Linked DNA regions of Mus musculus: region 2 is linked to region 1. Evidence: chromatin contacts called from public Hi-C data. All regions are on one chromosome and are shown on one strand. The core of a region is the stretch at or near the end of the contact, and the rest is flanking DNA. Distances in the headings are between cores, read along the strand shown. Region 1 overlaps Gm33782 (a long non-coding RNA gene). Region 2 has its middle 130 kb from the start of Gm33782.

Region 1 (5,889 bases), core at 2,532-5,031:
ATGGTACCCTTACATAAAATTTCTTCCAAAATGACCCAATCTACCTTTCCTGGAAAAAGTCCTCATTTTTCTCCACCAAATTTTGGAAGTATTGCTTACTGACAACATAGCCCTGTTCCTGCCATGAGAAAGGAGCCTCTTTACTCATTGATCCTGTGTGTTTGATATGAATCAAACATTAGGAGCCACCGCCCTTAAAGTACGGAAAACACATACAGAGCTCTCCGGGAATTTTTGTTTTTCCTGATGTGTTTTTCAATGGTTATGTGAAAAAAGAAAGGTACCTGTTTGGGTGGGGCTTGAGGAGGAGGACACTTGCTGAATCTATAATGCATTCCAAAGAAAGGCTTGTTTCAGCTTCTAAGTCACTATTGCTAGGGTGGAAGTTGAGAATCTGATAACAGTGGTTGAACCATTTTCATGGACTCCTCTCACAGTGCTTCTCATCCTTCTCAAAGATGTGACCCTTTAATACAGTTCCTCCTGTTATGGTGACCTCCAACCATAAAATTATTTTCATTGCTACTTCGTAACTATAATTTTGCTACTGCTATGAATAGTAATATAAGTATCTTATATGCAGGATAACTGATATGTCACCCCCAGAGGGGTTGAAACTCACAGGCTGAGAACCACCATCCTAGTCGGTCCATCTACCGGTGAGCTATCAGTTTGTTTTAGAATGAGGGACTAATGGATGGAGAGATGGCTCAGTGGCTAAGAGCGCTGGCTACTCCTCCAGAGTACCAGGCTCAATTCTGAACACCCACATGGAAGCTCGCACCCTGTAACTTCAGTTCCAGGAGGTTCGACACAAACATATAGGCAGGCAAAATATCAATGTACAGGAAATAAAGATAAACATTGAGGATGCAATGAGGGAGTCCTTGACACCAGCTTTGTTAGGGGCTCTTCCAATGCATCTAGACCTAAGAAATGCCCCGTTGCTACATTCTTTTGTCCATGATTTAACATTCTCACTTTACACTAGAATTTTATTATGAGAAATAGAACAGATGGCAAGAAGAGCTAGAGGTGAATAAGAACCAGAAGGAGACCTAAGGCTGATACTTACTCGGGTTACTTATAATGCACACAGCCTACAAAGTAAGGGAGAGCAAAAACCCTGCAAGTATATGACTTTTATGCTTCATTTATTAGTTTCATGTGGTGAGTTTTATGGCCTTTAGAATGTGGACAGAGATTGAGTTTCACTTTTAAAAGGAGTACTTTGCTCTGTGGTCCAGTGCATGACCATCAGACAACAAATTAATTCTCCCCATAAATACTTAAATGTGCTTCAGCTCGCACTTCTCCTTCGTCTTTTGTTGGGTTTGACTTTTGTAACAATACCCATTGTGCCCAGTGAGTGTCTGCTGTCAGCTGGCTCTTAATGAACCTGAAAGGCATTGAGGTCCCCAGCAAGCCAAGATGCTGAATAGTGGAGTCTCAGTTGAGAAAAAAAGAAAACAGCCCATAGCAAATGTTTGTTCTCTGATTCATTGTCACAGATCGATCGGCTGTACATTTTCAACAACTTAAAAAAATGAGGACGCCCAAAGTTCTTAAAACTTTCTAGAAATGGTTAATGTAGCATTTGTGGACCATGGTTGTATGTTAGGAAAACCCAAGAAGTGTTTCACTTCCCCAGTGCCCTGGCTACAAACTTCTCTAATTCAACCAGAATCTTTGTGTTTAGACCTGTGTAAGTCCTGTGTGTATGTATATACATTCCTGTGTGTGTGAAGATGTGCTTGTATATATCCTGCCCATGCATTTCAGCATCTGCCCTAAATCATCACAGCAATACACTGGTTTTGAAACACGATCTCTCAATGAACCTACAGCTTGAGGATTCAGCAAGAGCGGCTGGCTGTCCAACAACCTTCGGGGGATTTTCTTTGTCTTTGTCTCCCCTGTGCTAGAATACCCATATAGATTATTGTCTTGCCTAGTTTTATGTAATCTTCACACAAGCTAGAGTCATTGGAGAGAATGCTTCCTTTAGATCAGGCTATAGGCAAGCCTGTAGAACATTTTCTTAATTAGTGATTGAATGTGGAAGGGCCCCGTTGTCGTTGATTACCACCCCGGCCTGGTGGCTCTGGGTTCTAAAAGAAAGTAGGCTAAGCAAGCCATTGGAAGCAAGGCAGTAAGCACTACCCATCTGTAGCCTATGAATCAAGTCCTTCCTCTGGGTTCCTGACCACTTGGAGTTTCTGCTTTGGCTTCCATGGACTCTGATTCAGGATGTGTACGTCAAATAAACCCTTTCCTCCCCGAGTTGCTTTTGGTGGTAGTGTTTCACCAAAGCAAGATTAACTCTAAGGCAACTGTCTTATCACTTCTCACAGGGGCTCTAGGCATCCAAACTCAAGTCCGCTTGCTTGTATAGCAAGCACTTTAACAACTAAGCCATCTCCCCAGCCAGCACTTTAACAACTAAGCCATCTCCCCAGCCCCGTGCACTGGGATTTTTTTAAACACTCGCGCATTCTAGACTGCTCATTCCCTTCTGTTTAAAGGAATAGCTCCATTATCAGAAAACAATAATTCAACTCTTATGAAATCCCATCCATGGACATGTTAAAGAGATGTGGAAAGGGCTTTGTTCAAGTTACACACACATTTTTACCTGCCCGCTATCACTTTAAAACTTGGATGGATCTTCATTTAAAGAAAAGGGAAGTCCTGATAAAAATGGTAGTGTGCAGTGCCTCTTAAAACACTAGCACTTCAGGACCTTGTCACTGGCTTATCTGAGGGACAAAGAGCTGGTGCAGACTCTTTAGAAGGGGCTATAAGCTTTCTGGTTCTCCACAGACCCTTCCAGTCCTCAGCCTGTTCCCTACCAGGCAGCACTCTGGATATCTGTTTTTGACTCAGTTCACAGAAGTCTGTCAAAGCTCAGGTTCCTTTGTCTCTTCCGTATCCCACACAGGAGATTCAGCATGTGCCAAAGAGCTGCCTTTGACCTGAACGCTCATGCCATCCCTTCACGTCTCTGGTATTGGAAAGGTTATCAGGTTCCTCTCTGAATTCTACTCCAGCTCCTTTCCCCCACCCCAGAGGCTTTGTTCTGTGCTTTTGCTTTAAGAATGAAGACAAAGCCTGACGATACATCTATTCTCCTAAGACTCTAGTTCCTCAAGGCTGAGTGCCAGCTCCCTGATTTGTTTCCCGTCCAGAGCTGCGAATACAGAGACCGCCAACAGGGCAAGGCCATTTTGCTAATGACCTTCGTAGGGCTGACTGCACAGCCAGTCAACAGCAGATCTGAAAATAGAACTCAGGACTTTCAAATCATTGTTCTGCTTGCTGGGCTGTATTTCCTCCCATAAGGGCCTGGTTAAGCAACGTCCTGTTTTGCACAAGCAGAAGTCACAATACACATATGAGAAACTGGACTGGACACAAGGATCACAAGACCGCACCCACCCTTAGGAAAGATGGCTCTGTAGCATGAAGCAGTGCGATTTGTTTCTAGTCCTGCCGGTTTGGGTTGCAAGCGGGCTCACAGCTGGTCAAATCATTGACTTTGCAGTATGTGGTGTTTTAGGAATTTTCAGAGTGCCAAGTGTCAGGTATTTGCCTGACAACACACCAAAAAGACATTTATGCAAGTGACAGAACAGTGTCGTAAGGTGGCCACCAGCTTGGGAATCACTGTGTTTGTGGTGCAAGTGCCATGGGAGAACCAGAAGCTTGGTGGCAGATCATTCTTTTAGGGTATTCCTTGTGGCCTGTAGAGGGCAGATTGAAATCGCAGAGATGCCCCTAGGCACTGTAGTCATCCTGGACTTGGAGGCTGAGGCAAGAGGACCTCGTGATCAAGACCAGGCAGTTCCTTTATTACCTCGAGCTGCCTTAAGGGAAGGAAATGGGGTGGGGGTGGGGGACGACGAAACAGAACAAAACAAACAAACAAAATGACTGGAATTGTCAAAAGTCAATCAATAAGGGAGTTTTATTTGGGAGCTGACAGCAGGATTACGTACAGTCCAGAACACAGGTATACAGGTGGCCACTTGCATGTCCTGAGAACAAAGGAAAGCCTGGGGGGTTTTAGCAAGCAGAGAAATCTACACATGAACATACCTGGTCCTTCTCACTGCCTGTGGGAATGGCAAGGTCTGATGGATGGGTGGGGCAGTGGGTAAAGCTAGTTTGAAGATTGTAGTTGGCAGTTACGCTGTTAGCTACTAAATAAATCAAGTCTTGAACATGCCCAGGGTGTTCCTTTGGACTGTTTCTGGAAGATTGGATCTGGAGCAGGCATGTATTGGTATGATTTCCCTTCCTTGCCTCCAGCCCCCGCCCCCCTCCACCTTAGTGGGGTGTGGTAGGAATGCTTACAGAAGGTTGGGGGGTGGTTTACACTTCCTGATGTTCCTTCAAATTGTTGAGACCTCTCTGTTCCATGCTAGCCCACGTAGAGGGCTTGCTAGCCCTTCAGTGATCTTCAGTGTGTTCTTGGAGAGCAGAGCCTGAGGATGCTAGCTGTTTTTGCCTCTCAGTCAAGCTCCTGGCCGCTCCGCAGGACATAACAGAGTGGATTCCAGGACCCTGAACTAGCTGTAGTACGTGAGCCCTGGATCTATGTCTCACACCTGCCAGACTTGAATCGAATGGCTTTGTGTCTTTGCGTCTGTTTGTTAGTCTGTAAGACAGGCGCGGCAACAGCTGGTAAGACCTCGGAGTCATTATGAAATTGAAATGAGTTGTTATTCATGGATTGCTTCAAAAGATTCTAGACAAAGATAATAGGTTTAGTTGTAGGCAATCAATAAACGACCTAGCAACGGGAAACAACTGCAGTTAGCTATGTGGAACAGGCCGAACACACCACAGGACCCTCCTTCCTTCTCTCCTTCTTTAGAGAAGCCTGCTTTATAGTTCAAAAGTGGGCCCTTGAGATCTCATTCCTCATTGCTCCATACTACAGATAGAGCAACTGAGGCACAGGGAAATTAGGTGATTTATTTATGTTTACCCACCAGGCACGTGACAGGATGGAAGGACAGGGCACTGTATGTACTGATGTCACTCACGGTTTTGCCATCGTTGTGCCAGTTTGGTATTTATTTCCTAGGAAAAAACCATAGAGGAAGCTGCTTGTGATGTTCTTCAGATGCTTAGATAGAATCGTTTACAGACACTTTGGAAGCAGCAAAACATGCAGAAGTACCCATGGGCGGTGATGGCAATGACTAATGCACACATGAGGACTCTTACTGCAGCCTCACTTAGCATATCAAACGGCGTTAAAAATAATAATTAGCCTTGGGAACCCAGAACAAGAACACCCAGTCATTTTGACACACCTAACTGCAATTTGATCTGTGTGTGTGTGTGTGTGTTTCACCTACTCATAGCGGCAGCTGTTCAAGAAACGAACAAAAGACTGTGTGGAAAATGGCAGCGTCAGGAGGTTGTGCTTTCTTTGTTAAAACATGGGAGATGGTGTGTGTGTGTGTGTGTGTGTAATTATTTCCTTGAATGTGTACATGTATACATACATATATATTTTACAGATTTTTACATGTCCTTCAATAGCTTCCTTAGCCATAACTATAAATAGAAATGATGAATGACATTTTTTTTTCTTTCTCAAACCTCAGTTGCTATAACCTAATGTCATGGAAAGCAAATCAAACTGGAGGCTGGGAAATGGAGAATCCGGCCCTTGCTTCTCCATCAAGTACATCTTTGGAAGAGGCCTGGGGAGTTTCTCAGTCTATCAGGGCCACCAATGTTTCAGTCTGAAAACACTACTTTAGTTTGTCATTACCTATACAAGTCCTAATATCTTTTATGTCCTTTCCAAGGAACTTTTATAATAATAAAGAATTTATTTCTGACAGGGGAGGGGAAACATACATCTCAAAT
Region 2 (5,889 bases), core at 1,817-4,316, 100 kb after region 1:
TCATTACAATCAATTCCCTTAATATATAGAGATGTTCCACGAGCTCTGTGACTTTGGGGAACCCTGACTAACATACCTGGCTAAAATCAGATCTTTGTCTATACATTTTGACATTTGTAAACTAAGATGTTTCATTAGAATCTCCATATGTGCTTAGAGCATAGTTAAAACCCAATGAATAGCAGTTACAAATGGATGAAGACAAAAAACATAACAGAATCCAAAAGTATCTGGGATCTCACAGATTTTCCGGGACCGAACGACCATTTGAAAAGTAAACGGCCTCAAATATTTTCCTGTATTGACAAAACCTCAACATATTCAAGACGTTTTGTCTTCATAAAATAGCTCAGAGGAATTCAATCCTAGACAGAGAGGGATGGAGAGATGGAGGAAGTATCCATCACAGGCAGTGCTGCTTGGGTTGTTTGCATCTAGGACATCCCACACAACCAGCAGCACACAGAAGGCACAGAAACAAAGAGTGACAGAGAAGCAGCAGCACATTCAGCAACTTGCCATTCCCAGTAGGAAATAGCCAGTAGGTCAATCGTTCGAGATCACATTCAAACACACATCACTAAGATGATCAGTGAACCCCCAACTTTCAGATAATGACAGAGCTGGGTTGCAGAGAGAGTGTTGGTGACCCTTACACTTTAGCAGTGCCCCTTCTACCTCTCTGTTTATTATGGAGATCTTGAATTCATAGACACTGAGATGCGCAGCCAAAACCTTAGCCCCAGATGTTTGCTAGAGTTTCTTTAGTACTCCATCCCTCCTGCGCTATGCTGATCTTATCTCTGCCTTTGCAGGACTCTCAGGAAGAAAGAATAGTCTGCTTTTCTGGCACACTCCCAGGTTTGAATAGATATTTTGAACCAGGCATCTCATAAATGTTGGTATAACTAGTTCTGAAAGGTGGGATGGGCTTCAATGTAGCCCCTTCCCAAGGATGTTGTGAAGAAGTCAGTACATACATGACTGGGCTGTGTGCCTACTGTATGTTGTCAACTTCATATATACTTTTCTGTCCTTCACCCATACCCTCTTCGCTGTGTTGTTGTGTGTATGTATGTATGTGCACACATGTGTGTTTTGTGGGCACAGGTATTGGCTAATAATGCATGTGTAAAGTCCAGAGGGCATCAGGGCTCACTTCATCACTTGTACCTCCTTTTTGAGACAGTGTTTCTCCCTGAACCTGTAGTAGCAATTGGCTGGCCAGGGAGTCCTCAGGATTCTTCTATCGCTACTACTCAGTACAGGGCCGTCTAGGGCAGCCATGCCCTGTTTTTCACATGGGTACTGGGGATCCAAACTTAAGTCCCCATACTTGGGCAACAAATCATTTACCCATTGCCCTCTCCTTGGTTACTGTTCTTTGAGTTAATATTCACTCATTAACTGGCCCATTCATTTTTGCAGCACTGGGAATCAAACGCAGGGCTTCGAGCAGTCTAGGTAATATTGCATATCCTTTGAGAAACACTGCAGCTCCCCAATGCCCAACAAGACTCCCAACCTATGCCTTTCAGTAATGCCAGCACAAGGACTGCTTTAAAGGGCTTAGCAAAAGATAGATGTTAGGCATGGCTGAATGTCACCCCTACTATTTTATGGAAATAGAAGCATGGAGAAGTGTTGCAGGTTTTTCCCTGTCCAATTACATTAGGGCAGCAAGAGGCCTGTGATTGGACATGAAAAAGGGAGGTGGAGCTAAGAGTTGGTATTTTATTGAAATAGAAGCATGGAGAAGTGTTGCAGAATTTTCCCTGTCCAATTACATTAGGGCAGCAGGAGGCCTGTGATTGGACATGAAAAAGGGAGGTGGAGCTAAGAGTTGGAGAGGCAGAGAGCATCTCAGAGGGAGAGAAGTGAGAAGGCCAAGATGGAGGCAGACGTGAACCAGTGTGGCTTTAACCAGCTGCAGGTAGTTATGATACCATAAGGTTAGAATAATTGGGATAGAGCTTTTAATCATTATCAATTGGTTCTGAAATTATTGTATTGGCATCTTGTAAACTGTGAACTTAATGGTACATAAATCTGATTGGCTAGTTATAAGCTTTAAGAGTTTTGATTCTACCAGGTAAATGGATGTTGTGATGGCTGACTGTGGGATAGACAGTCATTGGGTGGAGCTGGCGGCAGCAATCCGCCAAGGGGCTTGGGAACTCGGGCCCAGTGCTGGTACTCTCCCCCCACCCCATCCCCACCCCACCCCCACCCCGCAACAGAGAAGGGGTACAGTTCTCACAAGACTACACAACTGCTGGTGACACTGGAACTTAAAATCAAGTCTACTGACCTCTTTTCCTTCAAACCCTGCCATCCTTGCCCATGTAGATGGCTAAGCCGTGATGGTCAATGGAGTATGCAGTTGTATTGACTGAAGAGTTTCTCTAACTAAGGCTTGGTCCTACAAGCCTGGTGGACAGAAAGATGCTGAAGTATTTTGGATTTAATTCTTTCTAGATCCCTTGGACTATACTTCCAGCCAGCTACAGTTTAAAACAAAGAACTGCAGACTATTGTATTCCATCAGAAATATAATTGGTGGGGCTGGGCTGATAGTCCAATTGATAGAGTGATTGTCCTGTATGCATGAGTCCCTGAGTACAATCTCCAGAGCTTCTAAAACAAGTAGACAAGTTTAGGTGGGTACGGTGATTACAGGTATGGGAAATGGGGAAAGGAGTTAAAAGTCATGCTCAGCTACATAACAAGTTCAAGGCCAGCCTGGGCTAACGAGACTCTGCCTTGAAACAAAATAAGACTTTTTTTTTTTAATTCATACAATTATAGGCATTCATATGAAACGTAGTCTTGTGTTGTTATAGGAATTTATCTATTGGACCATCACAGGCAAAGGTGATTTTATTGTGTAGGGTTGAAGTCATCTATGTGGAAAATAATGTTTTTAAAATTTTCAGAAGAAAAAGTGGTTTCACGGTAGGGAATGTGATAACATCTATAACACATAAATGCTGGACTCTAGACTAACACTTTGGAATACAGTTGTGAAATCCAGGAAGGAAGTGAGTAACAAGGGCCACTTTGAAATTTGTCAAACACATCGAAAGGGAAAGAAAAAAAAAGTACCATGACACCAGACACTAGCAACCACTGGAAAATATCTAACAGTTTCTTTCAATTGTCGGATAAGGGAATTTGGTTCAACAAAGACGGGAAGTGGGATACGAAGACCGACAAGCTTTCCTGCAGCCCCTGGTTTGGTCTTTTAAAGTCATGAGAAAGTGTGCCATAGCAAGGCAGGTTAGAGACTCCAATCATTGACTCAGTTAAACAAAGGTATTCATACAAGCAGGGAAAGTCCTTGTAAAAGGAGAAAGCTGCTTTTGTCAGCCATGGAAGTCTGAAAATGTTTGGGGTGTGTCCTCAAAGACTTCAGTGGCAATCTCTGGTTGGGCTTCTATTTAATCTATTTCCAGCAGAGAACTTGAGCCCTGTTTCCTCTTGGGAGTGTCACATGCCTAGCATTAGTGTTTGGGGCTTCAGAGAATCTCTAATGAACCTTTTATATATACTTTTTTTTTTCTTTTTTGAGAGTACTCAAAAAATTAGGCTGTGACAACTACCCAAAACATAATTTGTTATGCTGCTTAATTATTTAATGCACTGTTTAAAAATTTAAACATGGCCTCTGGTTGGTTGGCTGACGGAGTCCCATTAAGGTACATTTGAAACGCCTTCAAGATTATAATTATCTACTGAGTTCTTCATGGTTCAGATTTATAAATTAGATTGTGTTCTCTAAGAAAATGCCAATTCAAATATGTCAACATTAATGTTTTAAGGTATTTCTTTAAAATATTACTAGATATATAGATCTTTAAAATATTACTAAATGCCTATATCTTTAAACTTTTTTTCTTGAAAAGTAACATGAAAGTGAAATAAGGTCTAATTATCTTATTTATAATATTATTACATTCATATTATCTTTTAATTATATTATTATATACTCGTATACATCCCCTTTCTAATTCAGAAAAAGATGTTACCATAGAAATATTTGTTGACCAGCATCACAGGATCAGATCTTCACAGTAATGGCAAGAATCCAGTCCAACCCTATGTGTGACAGCTGTGTCTACTGAGCATCACAACAGAACCTCACATTGTTTTTTAGGAGGAATGAAAATAAGTAACATATTTCTTTACATGTGTTACAAAATTGGTACTTTCTAGAGGGAATGAAAGGACATTAAATCAAGTGAAATGAGCGAGGCATGGAGGCCAAAGGCCACTTGTTCTCACCGAAATGTAGAAGCGAGAAATGTTGATTCTGTAAGGTAGAAAGTACAATAGTGTGTGTTTATCATGTGTGAAACCCTGGTTAGGAAGAGAAATGGGAGAGAAGAACAAGGAAGGAGAGAGAAAGGGGGAAGGAAGGAAGGAAGGAAGGAAGGAAGGAAGGAAGGGAGGGAGGGAGGGAGGGAGGGAGGGAGGGAGGGAGGGAGGGAGGGAGGCAGAGACAAAGATATTTTCAATGTTATAGAACCAGAAGGTTCTCTAAAATGTAAAACTCAGTGAGCAGGATGATTATCTGCACATTAGCCTACTTACCTTTCAGGGGAGCTACTACATCCACAAGGGGGGTCCCCCCGGGTGAGTCTCATCTCTTATACTCTTCCACGTGCTCCCCAAATGCAGGGAACTCAGTTATAGTTCTTATCTATTTGCTTCTGGTCATCTTCCTGAATATTCCTCAAGACCAGGTTGTGTGTCTTATCTACTGATGCAGTCTCCTAGCTTGTTAGTGTAACTGACACATGATAAAACTTTAAGAAAGCCTTTGTTAGGTTCTGGGACTGGAGCCTAGCATAATCATCATCAGAGGGACGAGAGTGACTTCATCCATCAACTGATGTGAGCAGATATAGACTCTCACAGACAAATATTAGGAGGAGCACAGGGAGATTTTTGGAGGAGGTGCAGGAAGGAGAGGAGGAGCCATGGGAATCAGGAACACCATGAGAACCTGGCCCACAGAATCAACTGACCACCAGGACTCATTGGGGCTAACAGATATAAGAAAGCCTTTAGACTCTGCATGTGTTATGTATGGCTGGGATTCCTAACAGTGGGAGCAGGATCTGTCTCTGAATCTTTTGCCTGCTTGTCAGACCTTTCTCCTCCTACTGGGTTGCTTTGTCCAGCCATGATATTAGAATATGTGCCTGGTCTTATTGTAGCTTGTTATGCTGTGTTTCCTTGATGTCCCAGAGAGACCTGCTCTTTTCTGAGGGAGGTGGATCTGGGAGAGAGGGGAGGTGGGGATGGTTACTAATGGAAGGGGAAGGAGGGGAAATCAGAGTCAGTTTATAATAGAGAAGTTAAAAAGTATAATAATAATAATAATAATAATAATTCAAAATAAAGAAAGCCTCTGTTTTCATAATAGACAAGGTAATGAATGGCCAATTAATATAATATACACTCTTAGTCATAATGAAGCAGAGATGATGATATTTCTCAAGTCACTGACAAAAGTAATTCTAAGTAAAGAAGAATACCTTCTTCCTTCTACACGTCATTTATACCCCATAGGAAAGAGAACCATTTAGATTATAATTTCCCAATCCACCATCCTCCAAACTGAACTGTCACCTACTAGTTAATGACATTAAAGTATCAACAGCCCAGTAACCACTCAACCTAGGCTTTTGCTCATTTAACTAGAGAACTGGGAACTCTGCATGCTTTGACCTTGGGTTGAAGACTGAGCCTAACGAGAAGTGGTGATAAGGTATAGACTTGATTAGATTATTTAAAAAGCATGCAACACTACCTAAAATGTGACTGTGAGGACTAGGCTGGCTTCTAGGAAAATAAGCATAGTTATTAAGACTAGAGGAGGAA

What was found. A called contact is a pair of places that touch in the nucleus more often than the background predicts.
Region 2: a Hi-C map of bone marrow-derived macrophages shows a contact between it and region 1, with 2.5 times the contacts expected there. The contact joins two enhancer-like sites. A contact is called at or near these places in 6 of 484 Hi-C or Micro-C datasets (bone marrow-derived macrophages, embryonic fibroblasts, embryonic stem cells and 2 more), 2 of 115 datasets of contacts at active chromatin or transcription factors (CD8 T cells and neural progenitor cells) and 1 of 9 other capture datasets (adipose tissue).

Annotation. Positions count from the first base shown.
Region 1 is chr10:96,329,675-96,335,563 of GRCm38.p6, forward strand. All of the region lies in intron 2 of Gm33782 (a long non-coding RNA gene), which reads left to right. Among named protein-coding and RNA genes, the nearest start is that of Gm33782, 24 kb to the left of the region's middle. Within about 2 kb of position 3,782, at least 117 of the 459 cell types and tissues checked have an H3K27ac peak or open chromatin away from gene starts, as enhancers often do. A contact at or near this core is called in adipose tissue and bone marrow-derived macrophages, where this site is marked.
Region 2 is chr10:96,432,250-96,438,138 of GRCm38.p6, forward strand. No RefSeq gene overlaps it. Among named protein-coding and RNA genes, the nearest start is that of Gm33782, 130 kb to the left of the region's middle. Within about 2 kb of position 3,067, at least 22 of the 459 cell types and tissues checked have an H3K27ac peak or open chromatin away from gene starts, as enhancers often do. A contact at or near this core is called in adipose tissue and bone marrow-derived macrophages, where this site is marked.